Linked DNA regions of Arachis hypogaea: region 1 is linked to region 2. The links are chromatin contacts, called in public Hi-C maps. All regions are on one chromosome and are shown on one strand. The core of a region is the stretch at or near the end of the contact, and the rest is flanking DNA. Distances in the headings are between cores, read along the strand shown.

The links. A called contact is a pair of places that touch in the nucleus more often than the background predicts.
Region 1: a Hi-C map of leaf shows a contact between it and region 2, with 2.0 times the contacts expected there. The contact joins the promoter of LOC112797994 here to the enhancer-like site in region 2. A contact is called at or near these places in 2 of 8 Hi-C or Micro-C datasets (both in leaf).

Annotation. Positions count from the first base shown.
Region 1 is chr4:125,700,688-125,704,205 of arahy.Tifrunner.gnm2.J5K5, forward strand. LOC112797994 (glucan endo-1,3-beta-D-glucosidase-like) reads right to left here and starts at 1,864. Exons shown (of 1, transcript XM_025841132.2): 1 at 1-1,864. The coding sequence starts at 1,864.
Region 2 is chr4:125,652,221-125,656,304 of arahy.Tifrunner.gnm2.J5K5, forward strand. No RefSeq gene overlaps it. Among protein-coding and RNA genes, the nearest start is that of LOC112797991, 10 kb to the left of the region's middle. Within about 2 kb of position 2,526, at least 1 of the 3 cell types and tissues checked has open chromatin away from gene starts, as enhancers often do.

The sequences.
Region 1 (3,518 bases), core at 614-3,113, 48 kb after region 2:
CAAAACTCTCGTTAGAAAATAAGAATTCAGAAACAGGTGTCAATGGTAAAAGCTGAATCCCAAGCCTACACTCTTTCCACACAGGAGGTGCAAACCATAATCCACTGTCCCTCTTATTAGACCATAGAACCCCAATTAACTTATTCTCTTTTACAAAATCTTCTTCATACATATTACTATCTCCTCCATTCACGTGCCACCACATTTTAGCTGCATGAATTTCCAATGCTGTAAGAGTTGATCCTAATGAAACAAGTTCTGTATCATTATATGCCAAACCCAACAATGCTGCTGAATAGTATGCGTTTATAGCTTCACTTGTGCTCTCTTGATTCCTTCCGTCCGCGAATTCGGTTAGTCCTCCGGCCCAAGAATGCAATTTGTAAAGATCAAAACACCTTAGACGTGTGTAATGATAATGATGATTCAAAGTTGAATGATAATGTTCTGTTTTTCCTCCTCCTAAGTTCATAAAATCTGACATAAGTGAATAGGCTTGTGGCTTGTACTTCTTACCCCATTTTGGATTAATCTTTGCAAGCACTCCAATTCCATAGAGAAAGTATCCCAAATGATAATGGTGATCATTGTAAACTCCAAAACCAAAATCAGCACCTGAATCAGTAGAACCTTGTTTGGTAATAATTCCACCCCATTTCTCATCATATAGAAATCCATTCCCATTGAAAGTTCCATCTAGCCATGGAGTAATGGTTTCATTCAAGAACTTCTTAACCACAGGAATCACATCAAGAAAATCAACTTCTTCAGCTATCAAAGCCAACCTTGCTGCCCTTGCTATCAATTTCCCATAAAAGTAAGATGAAGTTGTTGTTATTGCAGAAGAATCTAGATCCTCAACATCTTTAGAAAGAGCTGATTTGATTTCATCATAGGATTCTTCTTTGACACCTCTGTTTGAATGCCAATTCACAGAAACAGGATCAGTTTTCAATAACCATGAATCTCCAATAACACCAACAAGGTCCCCATCAATGCTTCTATACTTGAAATCATCAAGAATGGTAACATTATTGTGAGAATCATCATCACTCTTAGACAAAAGTAGAAGATGAAGAGGGTGTGCTAACATTAACAAATCACCATCACCTTTCTTCTCCCAATTATATTCAACACTAGATGAATCCGTGTTAAGTGCAACATCACCAGACACCGGATAACAAGAACTGAACCTGTCAAGAATTTCCTCATACTTATTAGAACTTGAATCATCAGGCAACACTGCTATCCGAATTACACCAGAAAACTCATCAGAAATAATCTGAGAGAGGGTGTGACTAAATTTGATTGGCGAAGATGCGTATATAAGCCAGGTTTGGCCATTGTTAAGCTTAATGGTATACTTAGTAAGAGAATCATTGGAAGAAAACGAAAGTATGGCATGGATGGTTTTTATGGAAAGCAGTTTATGATGAGTTATAGAAACAGTGACATAAGGGCTTCCCCTGACAAGAAAGAATCTAAGATTGTTAGAAGGAATATCCAAAGTTACACTGAGATCACTGTAGGAAGAGATAACATGCTTGTTATTGTTGTTATTATTGTGATGTTCAGAGGTAGATATGGTGAGATCAGCAATGAAGACTTGGTATATGAAAGCTGAGGTGAAGAAGCGAGATGGGAAGGAGATAGAAAGAGAAGAGGATGATGATTTGATGAGGTAAGGGTGGATGTATTCAGGTTGGTCGCCATTTTTGAGAGCAAAGTTTTGGAAGAAAGAGTTTGTAGGCAATGGAGAAGAGGTAAGGTTTGAGGAGAAGAAGGTGGAAGGATCAGGGAGGACTGTGGAATGAGTTTGAGGGAAGAGGAAGGAAGCTGCATTATGTGGGTGTTGCAGAGACATTGTTGCCGCTTATGATGCTGTGACAATGGTAATGCCATTTGAAATGGTTTTATAGTTTCTTTGATAATGGAAGTTAAGAGATACTATTCTATTGGAATACTATAAATGGTGGAGTGTATCTCAAGTTTTAGTTGAGTTTTGAAAGAAAAATTAAGAGTTTGTTGAGACAACTCCAAATTCTAAACTCTACTTTTGCTTTTTTTTATTAGACTTCTCGAGTTAGATTAGTCAAATATTTTTATAATGATTTTCGAATGTCTCAAAAAATTAATAAATAAGAAAGGTTAGAAGCCATTAGAATTTGTTATTTTAATATTTGTATTATTATTTAGTTATAAATTCAATTCCTATAATATAATTTTTTTAGTCTAATAATCCAACAACATATTTTATTTAATATAGATGCATATTGGATTCAATTTAGTAATTAAAAAAATTAAAAAATATTCTTATAAAATTTCATATATTTATTTTATTTTATTTTTTTAAAAATGGGCTTATAAAAGGTATAAGATATTCATGGCATCATAAGTACTTTAAATTTCAGTAAGAATTTAATTATTTTATATTCTAAAAACATATTTTAGTAGTATAATAATATAAATTTTTTAAGATATTCTTAAATGATAATTATTAACATAAAGTTATCTTATGTAAGCTCAAAAAGAATCAAGCCGATTCGTGATTTAGTTTAAATTCAATTTGTTAACATCTAAATACATTGAACTCATGAGTTTGTGAGATAAACTTAATTCTAAATTTGAGTTCATATATTAAATGAGTCGAGATTAAACTTAGCTAAACTGAGTTCGTTAGCTCGTAAATTGACTCAATTATATATATTACTTATTATTTATATTAATAATATATTATGAATTTTATACTTTTAATTTATAGTAATATTATATAATTTTACATATACATATAATTTTCACATATAATTAAGATAGAGAATATAAATTATAAGAATAATGTTAGTATGATTATGTTATGGTTACTGCATGAATATGGTATTTTAAAAAGTGTTCTTTAAATTAAAATAATATTTTTTTATTGTTAAAGAACACTTTTTAAAAAACGTTCTTTAAAAAAATTACTAAAATATTTAAAAAAAACTTTAATTTTAACAACACTTGTATAATCTGTAACAATAGTATGATAATTATATTAAAATGCACCAAATTATGTGATCAAATAAGTTATCTGTTTAGTTAGTTTTAACAAAAAAAATGAGGCTTTTTATAAAAATTAAAAAAGAAAAAGATATTTTTGACAGTTTAAATTTGACTAAGAATTTATTAATTATTTCATATTCTAAAAGCATATTTTAGTAGTATAATAATATGGAATTTGTAAGATACTTTTAGAAAGTAACTATTTATATAAAATTACTTTCATATAAAAATAATAAATAAAAATTTAGCTAAACATATAAAATTATTTAATAATTTTTAATTATTATTTTCGTAAAAAATTAAATGAAATACATGTTAACAAAAACCTTTCATCAAATAATTTTTAAGATGTCAATGAGTAATAGTTCAAATAGCATAATTTTTCCATACTCAATTAAGAGGTTGTGGGTTCGAGTCTCCTATCTTTGGTAAAAAAAAAATAATAATTATAAAAAATAAAACAACTTTTAAGATGCCAC
Region 2 (4,084 bases), core at 1,276-3,775:
ACATGGTCACCCTATTTTTACTATTGGATAAAAAAAATCTTTGTAATTGATAAGGGTATTGATCTATTCTTCTAACCATCAATTACAAATCAAAACTCAGTTTGTAAACTCTAAATTACGAGATCAAAACTCAGTTTGTAAACTCTAAATTACGAGAGTTTATTGGCTCATTTGAGAGTTTGACAACCTTAATTAAGATTTTGAACTTGCACGCATGACTTTGATTCAAAATTCTAAGACATTTCTTCAGAGGAGGGCAACAAAACTAACCCATAATAGGCTCACTGATTACAAAAAAGATGAGCATCCTTCCATATATAGAAAGGATTATAAACCATCAACAATAGATCATATACAAGGTTGTATTGAGTTAGTTATATATAGTTTGATTGAGTGACAAGATTGTGTATAGGCTTTTATATCTAGTTTTCTTCGTATCCAAATTTCGAGCATTGTTACATATAATCCAATTATTGTTAAACAATTCGATGAAATAGACAAAAAAAACTAATATCAAATAACATAAATTGCAACAAGTAATTAACTATCTCAACTTAATACTATTAAAACTAGATACAGCAAATTAGGGTATATAAATAACAAATAAATTATGGTTGATTGAGTTCATTGAGTTGAAGTCAATGTTCACTAGCGTTGTCCATAATTATCTTTCTCAATTCATTGTCTCAAAACTAAGTCTATGATAGTTGTGATTAGCACCTAATTTTCAGACATCTAAAAACAACAAACAAAAAAAGAAAAAACAAATTCAAAATCAAGAAGTCACAACAGAGCCCAATAAAAACAGTAAATAACAAGGTTTTACAAATTTTTTAAAACATATAAAAAATAAAATTATTGACATTGTCATCTTAAATGGTATCTTAGAATTGAATAAATATTCCGTATGCAATCAGCTTAGTGAAAATTGATCCTCTTAAACTCTTTTATTCATAACTTGATAAAACAATTTGTATTACTCTAATGGTTTTCATAAAAGATTTGAAGTCCACCAACTTGGTCTTGTAGGAGAATACCGAAGAAGCTAGAATTCCAATAGTACGATCAAGTTTAAAATGAAGCTCAAAGATAATGGTGATATACATCATAGCAGATACATGACTTAATTAAATTAGTCTAGTTTCTCTTACACTATTCTACACTCTAGTTGTTTATAATGAGATTGCAACTATCTAAAGGACAAATTCATTTTTGAGGTGTTAGATTGATGTTAAGATTTTAGATTGATCCATCGAACAATCCAACATAACTAACAAATGTTATTATTTTTGTCAGTACTTGATTAATAATAATTTATATCTATATTTATAGATGTTTTACACAAAAAAAAAATATAATTTACATATATTTATTAGAATTTTATACACATAAATCAATATAATTTTCACTTATATTTTTTTAGAGTTTACACATATAAATTAGTGAAATTTATTTGTTAAATATTTCTGATGATCCATCTTCGATTCAAAATGAATCTTACAGCATAAGTATAAATTTTTTTTTATCAAATAAATTGGACAACTCTCAAATTAAGTCTCAATTACAAATATAATTTTTTTTTGTCTCGAAATATAGTTTATTTTTAAACTACAGCTAATAATTATTTTTGGTAATAACTCCAGCTAATAATTTGGATGAAAACGTACTTAGTCCAATTTGTAGTTGGGCTTAAGCTGATACCTCTAAATAAATAATAGTCTCATAAAATAAGACTCTTAATAAAAGGTAATTGGTTTATGACAAAAACAAAAAGTGATTGGTTGACCCTCAAAAATAAATAAATATGAATATAAATGGTTAGAATCAAGATTGCCCGTTATTAATTGGGAAGAAAAATAGTAAACTCGATGTATTTATTACAACAGAAAACTACTTACTGAAATGGAAAAATCTAGGGCCAACAGTTTTATTGAATTTTGGCCAGCATGTAACTAGTAGAGAAAGGTGAGTCATTGGATGAAATTTCATACCAATCTCACACCATCAAATCATCATTGATGGCTAATTGATAACTAACAATCACAAAAATTGCTGACCCCTAGCATTGCTCTACTGAAATTTATTCAATTGTATTATTTCTTCTTTTTTGGTTTTTTTTTACATGACTATTTATATAATATTTCTATAATTAAGTATAGACACAGTACTTAAAAAGTACTCTTGTGTATATTTATTACTAAAAAAATACATTTTAATTTATTAGGATCATAAAATATGTCTTTTAAAACAAAAAAATTGATATAATTTTATATCATATATATATATATATATATATATATATATATATTACTAATAAAAAAACAAGTTGAAATAATTTATTTTCTAGCTAGCGAGTCCTAAAAGAAATCAATGGTTGTGAGCCACTCTTCCGAAATCCACAAGCTTCTTAGATCGACTGCAGCTAAACTACGCCGTCGAGATAAATCTAATTTCCTGGCCCCACCTCCCACGGATGCACCAGTTTCTTGAACTATTCCTCTATGGTTATGGATCAAGTGCTGGTTCGATTTTGTCCTAACCAATGGACTCAAACATAACCTCCAGTTAAACACTCTCTTCTCCGCCTGTAATGTTTGCGACCATCTGGTTCCGACCTTTTGGAGAGATTTTCTGAGAGATTTTCTTGCGGAAGACGACCGATTATGTTCGTCGATTTCGCTGTTGAAACCCTTTTATTCTCGATCAGATTATGTTCCTCTGTCTGTCGTGGAAGATCATTGATGACATAAACGATCTGAGACGTCGTTGTCAACGCCCGATTATGAGTTTTTCATCATGTTCGATTTCGTCCTAAATAGGATTTTAGAACCTTCCGAACTTCCTCTTCGGCGTTTTGCCGTCGCATTTCGTGACTCTAATTGGATTAGTTGTCCATTCACTCGCAAATTAATCATAGACTGATTCATCCAACTTGTTAACTTACCAATATTTTTGAAAATTCAGAAATAATAGACAGTGTCTACTTCCTCGATTAAGGCTGCACGTCGTTGAATGACTCGGACAACAAAAGAATTGAAGTGCATTAAAAATATATTGTCATCTTCATACGTCCCTCATCATGTCTCCATTTGTCTCTATTGTGACAGTCAAGAAAAATACTCGTCTCTATTGCGACCGTCAAGAAAAATCATGTATTTTATGAACGCGCAGGAAGCATATTGAAATAAACTGTCATCTTATTCGGGATGAGATCGTGCACCAACCTCTTTTCATCTTATGTTCCCACTCACAATTCAATTGGCCGACCTTTTTACTAAAATTCTTGATGCCAAAAAGTTTAAGACAATATTGATCAAAATGGACATTGAAGACTTGCATGCTCTACCTTGAGGGGATATTAATGGATAATTATTGATATAATATTTTTATAATTAAACATAGATACAATACTCAAAGAGTACTCTCGTGTATATTTATTATTATGATAGAAAATGATGCATTCTAATTTATTAAGATAGTAAATTATGTCGTTTAAAATAGAAAAAATTTGATATAATTTCATATTAAAAGATGTATATACATATATGTTCATGACTAATGAAAAAGTAGATCGAAACAACTTATTTTTTACAATATTACTCAAATCCCTTACTATTAAACCAAAACAGTTATTACTTAAAAAAAATAATTGTGAAATTATTTAAATAAATAAGTATTGATGTCTTTAAGCAAAAATAATGTTTTATTTTGTCTAAAATTCTTTTATTATATAAGAATTTCAACTAACCTGATTAATATAATTTCCATACACAAGGATACTTTGATTATATATATTGATTATTGCTTCATATTGATTATGTGAGGTAACATATATGATACAGGAATGATATGAAACAAAAACATTTTCAGTAAAACATGCAATTCTTTTTCAGGTTTTGTCCTATGTTTTTGGATTATATATAACTTAGAGTTTGACTACTCATCCTATAAAGTATAAATTATATTATGTGATCAAAATAAAATCAAATTAAAGTTGTAACAATAATGTGAATTGCACCCCTCATATATTTATGGTATATATCAAAAGTCCACACTACCAATAGAACATGTTTTGATTGGATCT